Linked DNA regions of Mus musculus: all the other regions are linked to region 1. Evidence: chromatin contacts called from public Hi-C and HiChIP or PLAC-seq data. All regions are on one chromosome and are shown on one strand. The core of a region is the stretch at or near the end of the contact, and the rest is flanking DNA. Distances in the headings are between cores, read along the strand shown. Region 1 holds the start of Adra1a (adrenergic receptor, alpha 1a). Region 2 has its middle 50 kb from the start of Gm41184. Region 3 has its middle 69 kb from the start of Gm41184. Region 4 has its middle 69 kb from the start of Adra1a.

Region 1 (3,421 bases), core at 439-2,938:
TGAGGCTATGTCAGTGCCTGGCAAATACAGAAGTGGATGCTCACAGTCAACTATTGGATGGAACACAGGGCCCCCAATGAAGGAGCTAGAGAAAGTACCCAAGGAGCTAAAGGGGTCTGCAACCCTATAAGAGGAACAACAATATGAACTAACCAGTACCCCCAGATCTCCTGTCTCTAGTTGCATATGTAGCAGAGGATGGCCTAGTAGGCCATCAATGGGAGGAGAGGCCCTTGGTCTTGCAAAGATTATATGCCCCATTACAGGGGAATGTCAGGGCCAGGAAGCAGGAGTGGGTGGGTTGGGGAGTGGGGCTGGGGAGGGTATAGGGTACTTTCGGAGAGGAAACTAGAAAAGGAGATAGCATTTGAAATGTAAATGAAGAAAATATCGAATTAAAAAAATTCTCTAAACATCTTTTTTTGGAAAATGAGTAATGCTAACACAAGTTTGTTCAGGAAAGGGAGCAGAAATATAGGGCTTTTGTGATCTAAGTTATTGTTTCATATATACATGCAAGAGAAGACTGTACCTGCTACATGCAGCTGTAGCCCCATGCTCCCAAGGTTAGCTCAGCATCGCAAGATTTAAGGGATTCTAGCAAGTGTTTGGAACACTCATCCTCTGTCCGAGTCAATAACAATGAAAGACATAGGAAACGGGAGCCAGAATGGGAAAATTCTTGTTTGTTCTTAATTCTCTGAAGTTCTTTTGACTTCACGAAGTCCTAAGTTAACCAGAGCGTGGAATTTGTCCAGACGAGATAAATAATAAAATTGGTTGTGTACGTTTTCCACTCAAACAAGTTTAAAAAAAAAAGTAACAAAAGAGAAGAAACTCTTCTCCAAGGTTATATTTTCTTTTGAGAACTGGAAACAAGTGCACTTATAGACACTGGTTGAGGGAGAGATTGCCTTGAGAGCATATAGTTTTTAAAACTCCGTGTAACCAAATGAAAGGTGGGTCATATTTTAAAAGACTTTATTTTCCTTGAACTACTGCAACCAAGTCTAAGGAGCTTTCTCTGGGCTTGTGTACTTTTTAAACATCTGCAAATAATGTCAAGCACCTACACATTTGCCACCACCAGCCACACACTTCCTTTTTTTTTTTTTTTTTTTTTTTTTTGGTTTTGGTTGTGGTTGTGGTTGTGGTTTTTCGAGACAGGGTATCTCTGTATAGTCCTGGCTATCCTGGAACTCACTCTGTAGACCAGACTGGCCTTGAACTCTGCCTCCCAAGTGCTGGGATTAAAGGCATGCCACTACCACCATTGCCAGGCGACTTCTTGACTGAAATAAACCGGGCCGGGAGTTGGACTAAACTTTTCAAAGTAACCTTTGGGGAATTTCCGTGAGCACATTATCTATTCAGTAAGAACTTGGAAGGGAGTCTGCTTTTGGTTGGTTGGTTTTTTATTTGGTTTTGTTCTTTAATGTATTTATCAGCCTATTGATAGGGGAAACCCAGAGAAGGGAAGGAGAGGGAGGGGGATCAGTATCAAGCGTGGAGGGATGAGGGTAAAAAAGAGGAAGGGGTAAACGGGAAGTAGAGATCGAAATGGGACAGAGAAACAGGAAGGGAGAGAGACGAAATCCACTTTTTAAATAAGAAGGAGAAGGACAGTAACCCCGAATTTTACGAAATGTGCGGGTTGCTGCAGAGGAATACGGTAACAGCTGGAGATTACGGTACTCGCTAGGCTACAGCCTGCCTGTACTACGTCAACCCGAGCTGCAAAGTTCCGAGCCGCTCTTTTCTGTGTCCAGGAACTGAATATCAAACTGGTGATCGTGGAGTTATTGGATCGCTGTATTTGTCATTTCTTTTCTCTGTTTTCAGTCTTTATTTTAAAATATCCAGGAGAAGCAAGAAGCGAGCCCGGAGTTTGAGGGCTCAGCAGTGGTGGGGTGAGTCAGCGGGTGCTAAGGACTGGGTCTTGGTCTTTGGAGACCCTGTTCTCCTGCAGAGAACCAGAGGGCTCTGCGAGGACTGAAGGTCCGCTTCTCCTGGCGCCAGGGCCTCCGCAGCCGCGCAGCAGGTGAGTAGCGCAGCGGTGCGGAGCGCCGGCATCCCGCAGGGCCGAGTTGTGGGGTGGGCTGGTGTGCCCCTGGACTTAGCCTCGATTCTCCGCTTTGGGACTGGCTTTGAAACCAGCACCCCAAACCACCAGGTTTCCCTGATTTGCCATGGGAAGTTACCTTCTAGTTAACAAGTGTCATTTTAACCCATATATAGACCCCAAGTGGGAGAAAGCGGGTTCCGCAGTGTTGGTGTGGTTTGGTTATCACCTGTGAGGGCTTGAACTTGTGATTGTTTTCACAGCAGCCTGCTCCTGAGATCTCAGTCTTAGGGCTGTACCCCAAAAGACAAAGTATGCAGGTCCCGAAGCCCCAAACCTCTGTCTTACATCTCCTGGTCTGGTCCTTTTGCAGTGTAGAAATCGGGTTATTTAGGCAGATCGTGAACCCTAGCCCAGAAAATCCCAGGCTTCCCCGACTGCTGGCATGGGGACTTGATTTTTTTTTTTTAAGTCCCTTAGGGAATCCGCAGTGACTGCTACTCACAAAGCCTGGTCCGAGGAATAATGCGCTCCCACCCAGGTCTCCCAGAAAGCCCGGGTGTGGCTTGAGACTGGAATCCCTACAGCGGTCGCCCCTTGAAGATCCTGCCTGAATCCATCCGGGCCCTGTTTAGCTCTGGGAATTGGCTTTGCTGGGAACCTAGCTCTTTCTCGAGGGTGACTTGGCTGGTAGGCAGACCCGCGCGCTCTGCTCCCACGAGCGCAAATTCCGCGGGAGAAAGCGTACGCGCGGCCCTGCGGTTCCGTGCTCTCCGAGGTTCGCACTCCCAGACCGCCCTCTCCAGGTGACTATGGTGCAACCTGTTCTAAGGGAGACACGGAGGATCCCCACACCACCCCTGAGATTCTACCGGCTTGCCTCTGTGCGACAACCGCAGCTGCAGTCGAGCATGTGGAGCTGAGGTGGTGATGCAGGAAGGGGGCGTTTCGGGGCTTTATTTTCTCCAACCTATCTCTCGAAATTCAGCTTCCAGCTACTGCAGCTTGGGGTTTTATTGTCATTATTTGAGGTGGGGAGTTTTTTTTTTTTTTTTTTTTTTTTCTCTCTTGCTTGCTTTTGTTTTGGATTCTGAACTTGGTCAGCCAAGGCAAGGTGAAGCATTCGAAGGCACCTTCCCAGAGGGGAGGACTGGGGAGGACTGCAGAGGGGGACAGAGCACGCAGTCCCCTCCCTTGTCCCGTGTTGCCTACGTCAGGGCCTCACAAAGCCACTCATGGACTGCAGAGCGGCGGGCTCCCAGCAGGAGTCTGGTTACTGGGCGAGCTCCCCAGGGCCTGGCTGTCCAGGGCGACTGGCTCACGGACTGCCTTTTTCTTTGTGTTTTTTATTTTCAGCTG
Region 2 (3,421 bases), core at 575-3,074, 110 kb before region 1:
CTGCTCTAGGAGATGACCTGCTCTAGGAGATGGCCTGCTCTAGAAGATGGCCTGCTCTAGGAGATGACCTGCTCTAGGAGATGGCCTGCTCTCACTTATTATTGCAGGGGATTAGATTTTAACTTGACTTTCTTAAAGCAAGTCTAATGTAGGCCGTCCCTCCATTGAGATTTTCCTCTCAGATGGCACTAGGCTGTCAGTGTCAAGTTGACAGTTGACGCTTATTAGGGGACACACACACACACACACACACCACCCCTCTGAGTATTATTCAGCCATTAAGAATAACAATATTATGAAAATTGAGGGAAAATGAGAGAATCTGGTAATCTCTGCTGAGTGAAGAAGTCAGAGTCAGACAAATATATCATATTTTTATTTTATGGACATCTAGAAATAAAACATTTTAAAGACATGAATGTAGGAAGGATCTTATTAGGAGATAAAGAGACAGGAAGAGGAGAGGGGGAAATTCTCCGGAAGAACGGGTGATAAATAAGATTAAAGTAGATTGTGCACAGATATGGAAATGTCATTGTAAAACCTCGTGTGCTGCATGATTCCCATCTGCCAACAAAAAGCAAAGAGTAAATGTGTGAAGGCAGAATGTACACATGTATAGATACAACAGTTCTGTTCTCAACAAATGGGCCAAAGGTCTGGGTTAAAGGGTTTTCCTTGCTTGACCTGTTAAGATTGCTTCACAGGGGCTGACCTTTGCCCCAGTGACTGTGACAGCCAACTGTGTCAACGTAAGGTGCTATTTGACACAATTCAGCTGTCTAATGTAGTATTCAAAGGGATGAAACACCAGAGCATAGGTTTGGGGTGGCGGTTAGCCGTTGTCTCCTCTGTGGCCATTAAAGGTAATAGATAGAGAGAGGACACACTGGGGTGAACGCCTCTTGCCCTGTGCAGAGATTATGGCATACTCTTAGCTCCCACAGCTTCTATTTTCATTGGATTGTAAAATGAGCTCGAGTAGCCTACCGACTACACTGTAAGTGCCCAACAATTGCTTCAAATTGAGGTGATGCTCATACATCCCACAGGCTTTGCAAACACTGTCACAAAGAGCAGGGAATCTGCAGTCAGGATGCCACCAGCTGTCCCTGGATGCTGCTTTTCTTTGTTAGAATTGTGCCAAATGTTCTTTCATATAAGGGGTGTGGTCTGGAGACAGTTATCAAAGCTAAATGACACCAGCAAAGGAAAATGTCTCCCTTGGAACAAAGACTGGCCTAGGGACCACTAGAATTCCATAGTCACTATTAATCAGTTCAAACCAAGACAGGTTATTTGTTATGTGTTGCGTGTCAAGAATAAAAAAGAAATCCAAGACCTAGAAAATGGGCAGCAGGCTTGCCAGTGTTCTTTAAACTGTCATTAACTGCATCGCACAGTCTGCAACCTTTTTGATTCTCCTGGAAACAAGGGTGACAATCACTGGAAATTTCCAACTGTATTGGGCACAAAAGGATCTGGAAGTTCCATAGGAAGCTGATTGCTACATAAGACCTCTTCCTCTGTGTTTCTAGTGGCTTTACAGAACCTGCCGCTGCTGTTCAAGACAGGAGCCCTCGGAGCCGTTTGATTCCATTGTGAATTCATAGCCTGTTACTCCAGCAAGCAGTAAGCAGCAAGCAGCAAGCTAGAGCTTAGGAAGGCAAATGGGCACACACAAACATCCTGGCTCCCTTCTGAGCTGAAGAGCTGGACAGAATGGCCAGTTGAGCTGGCTGGGTTCAGCTCTCAGCAGCACAGGGACTTGGCCTCCATCCTTCCCACTGCGGTGCATTTATGCGACTGGAAAACAGATCAAGTGGTGTCTGCAATGTGCAAGCAAAGAGAGTGAAGCAATCTATTTCCTGAGGGGGTGGTAGTTCCTCAGCCCTGAAGACACTCCTAGGAGCAAGGAAAAAAACCTAAAGCATGCCCTGTGGCTGGTAGGGTCTGCAGGTCTCCTCCCCTTATATTCATATTCTCCTTATGTTCATGCAAAGAAATGTAATGTGACCTCAGAAGAGGCATACAGATCAGGAGCCAAAGGAAAATGGAGGCGGGGGGGGGTGTCCCAGACCTACACTCAGGGCCAAGTGGGTGTCTCAGTTATGTAATTCACTCTGGGAACAATTCTCATAGCTTGTTTGGTTCTTCAGCAAGGTCACACTCTGTTGGCATATAAGCACCTAAGAGTATTCTCTGCTTTCATAAATATATGTATATATATATATATATATATATATATATATATATACACAACACACACACACACATATGTATATGTATGTGTATACATACATACATACAGTCTCCACTATGCTGAGAACTCATGGCCCTCCCAGTGTCTCCTAATTTCCTATCTTTGCTTTTCGGTTTTATGGAGATAATGTGTTATGGGGCTGGAGAGATGGCTCAGCAGTTCTGAACACTGGCTTCTCTTTTAGAGGAATGAGTTTACTTCCCAACACCTTCTTTGGGTTTCTGTAATTCCAGGCAATCTGACACCCTCTCTTGACCTCTGTAAGCACATGCACACACGCGTTCATGCACATATACATCCTTGTAACTAGCAATACATACATCTTTTTATTGGTCACTTTTCCAACACTGTAGCTAACAGCTATGGCAGAAAAGCAATGAAGAAGAAGGGTTTATTTCCACTCATTGTTTATGGGTTTAGTCCACTTGAACTCACTGCTTTCATTACTGGGAAAGTGAAATGGAACAAAGTTTGGCACCGCATGCCTGGAAACAAAAAGGAGGAGAGGCTGAGGTCCCACGTTCCTTCTGAGGACAGGTCCCCATGACAAGACCTTTCTCACTAGGCTCCATCTCTCCAAGACTTTGCCATCTTTCCAGCAGTGCCAGGCTGAAGACAAAACCCCAAACACAGAAGCCTTCGGGGAACATTGTAGATTCAAACTACACATGAACATAATAACCATTAAAATTGCTCTATTTATCTTTGATGCCAGGTTTCCTGTATACCATATTGGTTTCAAATTCCCTGCATGGCTATGGATGACTTTGAACTTTAGATCTTCATCCACTCTCTGAAGGCTGGATTACAGATGTGCTTCCACCATGTCCAGTCTGCAAGTCCTGGGAATTGAGCCAATGGCCTTGCACATGCTAGGCAATCACTCTACTGACAGAGCTAGACTCTCAGTCTCTTTTTATTTTTGGTATAAGAAATACAGGAAACTCTTGGTGATAACGAATGATAAGGGATGCTGCTCAGACAATGCTGACAATGGGTGACAGTGACCACAGCCCATCATAAAAGACACATCTCATGCTATGGAGTAAACTGTGTTTCTCCTGAACCCTAAATACCAAAGCACTATCTTTCTATGTGATTGCCTTTAGGAGGCAATTAAGGTTGACTGGGTTCTGAAGGGTAGAGCTCCTATATAAC
Region 3 (3,421 bases), core at 392-2,891, 94 kb before region 1:
TCTTTGGTATTTTTATGCATTGTTCCACAGTTCAATATTTTATCTATTACTAAAACTATCATAAAGTTTACCAAATTTGTGTTTAGCTACCAAACCAGCACGGCTGTTTCCCTTTCTGTGGACATCTCCACGTTGTATTTTTTATGAACTATTACTTACTGCAGAAAAATCAGTGATGAACAGGGAAACATCTACTTACTACTTACTGTCAAAGCTCAGAGGCCTTGGGAGCCCTGGGCTCCTGCACACAGCCCCTTGGCACGGAGCTGAGAAGCGTGGCCATTTTATAAAGAGCAAGAACTCTTTTTTGTTTGTTTTGTTTGTTTGTTTGTTTGTTTGTTTCGAGACAGGGTTTCTCTGTGCAGCCCTGGCTGTTCTGGAGCTTACTCTATAGACCAGGCTGGCCTCAAATTCAGAAATCCGCTTGCCTCTGCCTCCCGAGTGCTGGGATTAAAGGCGGGTGCCACCATGCCCGGTGAGAAAGAACTCTTTTGGACCAGCTCCCATCCACTGACCCGATCTTCAAATGAATATTTGCATTCAAAGGAATATTAAGCTTCACATTTCATGTTATTGACAGTGTCAGGATCTTTGTGGAGTGCTTCTCTTTCAGGATGCATTGCACACTCGTCTTCTGGGACACTCATTCTTCTTTTTTAGAATGTCACATTGAAAGGCAGTGTGAAAAATAGAAAATTAAAAGGCTGACCTGAGCATAAAATTCAATGGCTGGTAGCTCCAAGTGGGCTATAAACTCAAAGAACCTGCCGGGGAGGAAGTGGTGAGGACCACCCCTTTCCACGAAGAAAAGAATGTAACTAGAATAGCACCTCCCTTGATGCCCCAGAGTAAACTACAAGTGGCTTAAAGACCCATTATTTAAAGGCACCATTTTAAATCTCCATAATTCCTCCTTTAAAACAAATTACTTCTTTATGAAGTCAAAATGTACGATTTCTACACTAAGGCACAAAAAGCAAATTATCATGAAAAGATTAATATATTTGATTACTTTAGAATTAAAATAAAAGCTTCAAAGCATAATGAATATAATTCATCTTTTTGCCATTGCATCTACACGATGAGTAGTCAGTCACACAGACTCCTGAAAGTGTTCATAAAACACATTCCTTTAAGTAGAGTAGCTGGATTCAAGAGTTCACACTCCTCCGTATTTGATCGTTTTCTTAACTCTCGTTAATGCATGTTTACATTAGCATTAAAAGTGTTTTCCTTCATCTTCTTTCCAGTGCTGATTATTAAGACTAATTATTCCATCCACAGCATTTACTTATTTTTAGTCTTTGCTACTTCAAGACATGTGACATTAAACTAATTACTTTTACTTCTGCTGTGGTCAAATGCTTGACAAGAAGCAACTGAAGGAAAGAAAGACTGAGTCTAATTTAGGACTTGAAGGTACAGTCCATCATGAGCCACTGATCACACTGCATCTGTAGTCAGGAAGCAGAGAGAGATGGATGCTGGTGCTCCCCAGACTTCTTCTATTTTTTTACTATGGGCTCATGCCCTCAGTTAAGTTTTTCTGGAAACAACCCCATCAACATACCCAGCGGGGTGTCTCCTAGGTGACCCCATACCCAGTCAAGTGACAATGGAGATGAATCATCACAATGCTGACTACCGATCATGTGACAAATTGGAGCAGTCATCATGTGACAAATTGGAGCAGTCAAAACCACAGACAGAGCACAAGAAGTCCATTTGCAGACAAGGAAATCCTAAAAAACTCCAGATAGTGTGAAAAGATGCCCAGCTTCACTAATAAATGAGATTACTCTAACAGTTTCCATTAATCATATTGAAGGAAAGAACTGTGGTTATATACAATATTGGTTGGATTAGGAAGACGTGGCCAAGTTCATAAACTGTGGGTAGGAGACCAGGGATTATGTCTTCTTCTAAACCAAATTTGATCTGTGACATTCCCTTTCATGTACAGAATGCATTCTGATCCCTCTTGCTCCTCCCATCTGTCTTCCTCTCACATCTATTAACCCCTTCTCTTCCATGCAAGCTTCTTTCCCCTTCCTTCCCATATCCAGGTGTTTTTGTTTTGATTTGAGACATGATTTTAACCAGGGCCACCTATGTGAATACTATTTCTTTTGACACAAACGAAACAATGATTAAAACTTTAAGTCCATATTTTTATTGCAAACCCATTCGATAGAAAGCCTTATGTACTATATATATTTTATACTGTATATATTTTATAGAGAAGACTTCAAAGTTCAAAAATATGAACAGGCCACCTCAAAAAGCACAGTAGCTCTTATAAGCACCTATTATATGCCAGATCTGTCTGAACATTGTAGAAACAGTGATGCCAAAGACAGAAGGATCCTCTGTTTCACAGGACTTAACAGTTAAGCAGTAGTGCTGGGGGAGGGGGGTCCAGTTGCAAACAATCAGGCAAATTCTAGCTAATGAAATAAGGGTAATACACAAAGCATGACAGACAACAAGTGTAGAAACAGTAGCACGTGGTCCTTTGGAAGAAGTCAAGAGCAAAGACATCCTCGTTGAGCTATTTCCTTCTCATTACTAAAATACTCATTATTTTTGTGGATGACATTTATAGCTCTGCTTGGTAATCATAATTACACCACAGAAGTTCAGCTGTAATTCTAAATGCAATGCATTAAACTCACATGTGCACCCTTCCTTAGCCCAACATTTATATTTCTGAGTGCTTAATTTTTGAGCCATGTACTGACTGTTAGTGTCTTCCTGTGATCCTCATTTTGGTTGGATTTATAAGTGCTCAACTTCCTAAAGTCTTCAGATGATGTCTTGAAGGACGACTAGCCCAGTGGTGACTCCTAGGGTAATGCTTTCCCTGGACTCTATGACAGGATTGCCTGCCTTCTGTGCCCTCTGTCACTCAGCCTTGATTTCTTCCCCTAAGTAAGAATTACCCTTACCCTTTCCCACCTGAAGACCCCCTCCCTCCTCCTGGAGATCCAGAAAGTGTGACCAAGACACACAACAGTCCATAGTCTGTCTGTTTGCCTTTCCGTAGGACATAGCAGAGCCCTTCACTATTGAGATTTGGGTTAGGCAATTTAAAATCTTTTTGGTCTTTGGTTTTACCCCTTAAAATATGGTTTATTTTGCATAATTTTCTCTCCCGTGTTTCTTCTTTTAGCTCTGCCAGCTCGATTTTTCGTTGCCTTGGTAGGCTTATGATCTCCCTGTGGACTGGCAGTACCTTTGCTTTTAGCCTGGCCCCAGTGAGACTGTTTCTTTAATTCCTTTTAAACCATCAATGTCGTTAAAACTTTCTTCAAATTTGAGGCTATATTTATTTTCTGCTTCGTGTTTGTTATTGACATCTGCTTTTAATTTATGCTTTCTATTTTAGTAGTACCTGTGTCCCTAAGACCTGTCTCTACTT
Region 4 (3,421 bases), core at 619-3,118, 68 kb before region 1:
GGAATCATTTTAACACTATCTCCATTTCGCAGAATGATAGCGTCGGGTTCTCCCGTGCAGCCTTTGACCTATCTGGTCACAGGTTCTCGGTCCCTTTTACAGTGCCAAACACAGATTCTGCACGATGGAGCAAGCTTTATATTTGGAGTTTTCGAAGAAAATAAAGCTCACAAGATAGAATTAACACTTAAGACTGTAATTTTTTAAAAATTGTCCTGAAGTGAAACAGTCCCATAATAGAGACATATGTCATCTATGTGTGCACAAACATTTCTAATTCTGCTTCTGTTGCTATGATACCTGATCAATAATATACTGATCTAAAGCAACTTAGGGAAGAAAAGGCTTATTCAACTTACAATTGCAGGTTACAGTCCAGCCTGACATTGTGGGACACTCAAGGGAGGAACCTGAAGCTGATTGTCACAGTCGAGAGCAGGAAGTATACAGTGCACGTCCCCTCACCTCGCTTTCTCTGCTCTTACAGTCCAAGGCTCTGCCTGTGAACTGGTGCCACACCCACTCAGGGCTATCTACTCAACTCAACTCTGTTAACATAGATAAGAATCTCTCCCTCTCCCCCATCTCTCTTCCTCTCCCTCTCCCTCTTCCCCCCCTCATGTGTGTGTGTGTGTTTCAGAAAATTTATTTCACATGTTAATATGATAATTCTGGTACACATTCAGGAAAAGCAATTGATCTTAACAACAACAAAAACAACAACAGCAACCCTCTGACCTCTAGACAAAAAGAACAAACAAGCAATAAAAGAAAACTGGGCTGGCATGCATGTTCTCCAACATAGCATGCACAACACAGTAACAGCATTTCCAAGAACACCCCCACCCCAAAGAGAGGAGTCAGCTCTTCATATCCAGCTGTTCTGTAGTGTGAATGTGTCCCCCACAAAACATACTGGAAACATAGGCCCCAGTTCAACAGTGTTGGAAATGGGGGCTCACGAGAAAGGCATAGCCCTGGGGGCTCTGTCCTCCTGACCAGATGAATGCCATAATGCTGGATGTGGGTTCCTTGTGGGAATGTTTTCTGCAAAGGCACAAGAGAGTTTGATTCTTCGTCCCTCTCACCCTCTCATGTCCTCCCCTCCACCTTCCACCACAGGATGATGTAGCCAGAAAGTCTTTATTGGATGTCAATCCTCCATCTTAGACTTCAACCCCAAGAACCACGAGCCAGTACTTTTCTGTTCCTTATAAGTTACCCAGACAGGCATGGTGGCGCACGCCTTTAATCCCAGCACTTGGGAGGCAGAGGAAGGAGGATTTCTGAGTTTGAGGCCAGCCTGGTCTACAAAGTGAGTTCCAGGATAGCCAGGGCTGTACAGAGAAGCCCAGTCTCAAAAAACAAACAAACAAACAAACAAGTTACCCAAGATCAACAATACAGCACAGACTGGGATGGTTTGGGCTTTAAATGTCTCCCATGGCTCATGTGTTTGGCCACAGCTCATATAGCACTGCTGGGAGATGGTAGAACCTCTATAAAGTGGGGCCTGGGAGAAGAAAGATAGCTTATTGGGAGTATGCCTTTGAAGCAGATATTGGGGTGATGGTGTGCTCTCTCTTTATCTCCTGGCTACCCTGATGTGAGCAGCGTGGGTCTGCTATGCAATTCCACACTGGGGTGTCTGCCTCAATCCAAGCCAGGAACAATGAAGTCCACCACCCATAGGCTGAACTCCTTGAGACTATAACGGAATAAGCCCTTTTCTTCCTTTTAACTTGTTTCCCCGCGTTAGTCACAGTGATGGAAAACTGACTAAGACTTGGCCTAAGACAGCTCGCTAAAAGAAAACTGTTTTCGACAAATTAAATCGGATGGTGCTTGTTTGAACAAAAAATAACTTATGAGTCAGGCAGACTGAGAACAAGAGTAAATGTGAGCGCGCAGGCCTGCAGCAGAAGCAGTGAACCTCCACAGGCTGGTCAGAGAGGCGAGGCAAAGGTCATCTGATTGGCTGCACTCGGGCATCTGCCTTAAAGTTAAGTCAGATGTATAGCTGTTGGTGATTGGCTGGAATCCAACTATTTGTTACATATTCTTCTATAACTAGTGACTCTCTGTGTGTGTGTGTGTGTGTGTGTGTGTGTGTGTGTGTGTGTGTGTGTGTGTGTGAATGCTCACATTCACATGAGTACCTAGGGAGGCCAGAAGAGAGTGTCATGTCCCCTAGAACTGAATTACATATGATTATCAACTGCCAGACATGGATGCTGGTAACTGATGACGTTCTCGGCAAGAGCTGCAAAGGACCTTAACCACGGGGCCAACATACAAATATTTATATTATACATATATGTTCATATTCTTAAGTTAGACTTTGACTTATTACTTAGGAACTCAGAGTACAAGGCAACCTCAGGGTAGTTATCTTACTTCTTATAACCTGTGTCATCTTTCAGTGTCCTTGTTAAGCAAAATCTTACCCATAAGTCCTTAGAGAAAGTAATTACAAGCCATTCTGGAAAAAAAAATCTATGAGAATTGGCAAGGTCTGGTCTGGGGCCTTGAAGGAAGAAGGTAAGGCCCCGTTCCTGGGAACCCTAAAGCTTTTTCCCCTAAAGGATTGTGGTTAGTCATTCCTAAGGCAACTGTGTCTGGGGTATCCTGTGCTCTCTTTGCCAGTATCATCTGGCTTAGCTCTCCGCTGACCTTGGCTCATTTGCCCCTGCAAATGGTAGATAGGAAGCTGTATTTCTTAATAAGCATGTTTGGCACAGCTCATCAACATGCAAGACTTCCCTGCCCCAACTGCCTGTCTTCTTTCTTTCTCATCCCTGGTCTTCCTCCTCAACACCTTGCCATTTGGGATCCTTATTCCTGTGGGTTTAGATGAGCCAGCACCCCCACTGGAGATGGGAGGCAGAGTCTGAAGAATTGCCCAGAACTTTTGGGACTGGATGGCCTGGTAGCAGCATGGCATAAACAAAGGAAACCCTGTCTCGCCCAGGCTGAAGGAGAGAAAGGAGCCCGGAAAGTTGTCTTCCGACTGCCACACACATGCCACAGCATGTGCACTCCCCAGTACACTACACACACACACACACACACACACACAAGTGAATACATTTAAAATGGATATAATAGGTAAAAGGGATCCCAAAGCAGGCCACACTTTAGCTGTGAAAATCCTGACACAATTCTTAAAGTTACTGTTAGGCGTCCAATGTTTTAGCCACATACCATTCCATTATAATGTCTGTTCTGATTTTCCAGCTGATTTTCCTTGTATACATTCTAAGTTGGTTTTGAGTTGCTATTTGCCTTCTCCTTAGAGGTTGTTGCATTTCCCTGCATCATTGTGCCTCTCACCATGTCTGGGTAGATGGCAGGCACTGTGACTCTTACTTTGGAATATGCTGAATTCATCCATGTGAAGATTGTTAAGCGTTATTCTGGA

The links. Hi-C and Micro-C count contacts between places; a contact is called where the count stands out from the background. HiChIP or PLAC-seq counts read pairs in DNA pulled down with a chosen protein or histone mark.
Region 2: an H3K27ac HiChIP or PLAC-seq map of VIP interneurons shows a contact between it and region 1, with 3 times the contacts expected there. The contact joins the enhancer-like site here to the promoter of Adra1a in region 1. A contact is called at or near these places in 2 of 39 promoter capture datasets (hippocampal neurons and liver), 2 of 484 Hi-C or Micro-C datasets (muscle stem cells and nephron progenitors), 5 of 115 datasets of contacts at active chromatin or transcription factors (VIP interneurons, embryonic forebrain, forebrain and 2 more) and 3 of 9 other capture datasets (adipose tissue, liver and pancreatic islet).
Region 3: an H3K4me3 HiChIP or PLAC-seq map of bone marrow-derived macrophages shows a contact between it and region 1, with 2.3 times the contacts expected there. The contact joins the enhancer-like site here to the promoter of Adra1a in region 1. A contact is called at or near these places in 5 of 484 Hi-C or Micro-C datasets (bone marrow-derived macrophages, cortical neurons, nephron progenitors and 1 more), 5 of 115 datasets of contacts at active chromatin or transcription factors (VIP interneurons, bone marrow-derived macrophages, forebrain and 2 more) and 2 of 9 other capture datasets (adipose tissue and pancreatic islet).
Region 4: a Hi-C map of cortical neurons shows a contact between it and region 1, with 2.9 times the contacts expected there. The contact joins the enhancer-like site here to the promoter of Adra1a in region 1. A contact is called at or near these places in 2 of 39 promoter capture datasets (the HPC-7 cell line and pre-B cells), 7 of 484 Hi-C or Micro-C datasets (bone marrow-derived macrophages, cerebral cortex, cortical neurons and 2 more), 3 of 115 datasets of contacts at active chromatin or transcription factors (VIP interneurons, embryonic forebrain and neural progenitor cells) and 3 of 9 other capture datasets (adipose tissue, liver and pancreatic islet).

What each region holds. Positions count from the first base shown.
Region 1 is chr14:66,633,563-66,636,983 of GRCm38.p6, forward strand. It overlaps Adra1a (adrenergic receptor, alpha 1a), which reads left to right and starts at 1,689. Exons shown (of 4, transcript NM_001271760.1): 1 at 1,689-2,041.
Region 2 is chr14:66,521,332-66,524,752 of GRCm38.p6, forward strand. No RefSeq gene overlaps it. Among named protein-coding and RNA genes, the nearest start is that of Gm41184, 50 kb to the left of the region's middle. Within about 2 kb of position 1,825, at least 30 of the 459 cell types and tissues checked have an H3K27ac peak or open chromatin away from gene starts, as enhancers often do. A contact at or near this core is called in VIP interneurons and adipose tissue, where this site is marked.
Region 3 is chr14:66,539,855-66,543,275 of GRCm38.p6, forward strand. No RefSeq gene overlaps it. Among named protein-coding and RNA genes, the nearest start is that of Gm41184, 69 kb to the left of the region's middle. Within about 2 kb of position 1,642, at least 8 of the 459 cell types and tissues checked have an H3K27ac peak or open chromatin away from gene starts, as enhancers often do. A contact at or near this core is called in bone marrow-derived macrophages, where this site is marked.
Region 4 is chr14:66,564,968-66,568,388 of GRCm38.p6, forward strand. No RefSeq gene overlaps it. Among named protein-coding and RNA genes, the nearest start is that of Adra1a, 69 kb to the right of the region's middle. Within about 2 kb of position 1,869, at least 6 of the 459 cell types and tissues checked have an H3K27ac peak or open chromatin away from gene starts, as enhancers often do. A contact at or near this core is called in cortical neurons, where this site is marked.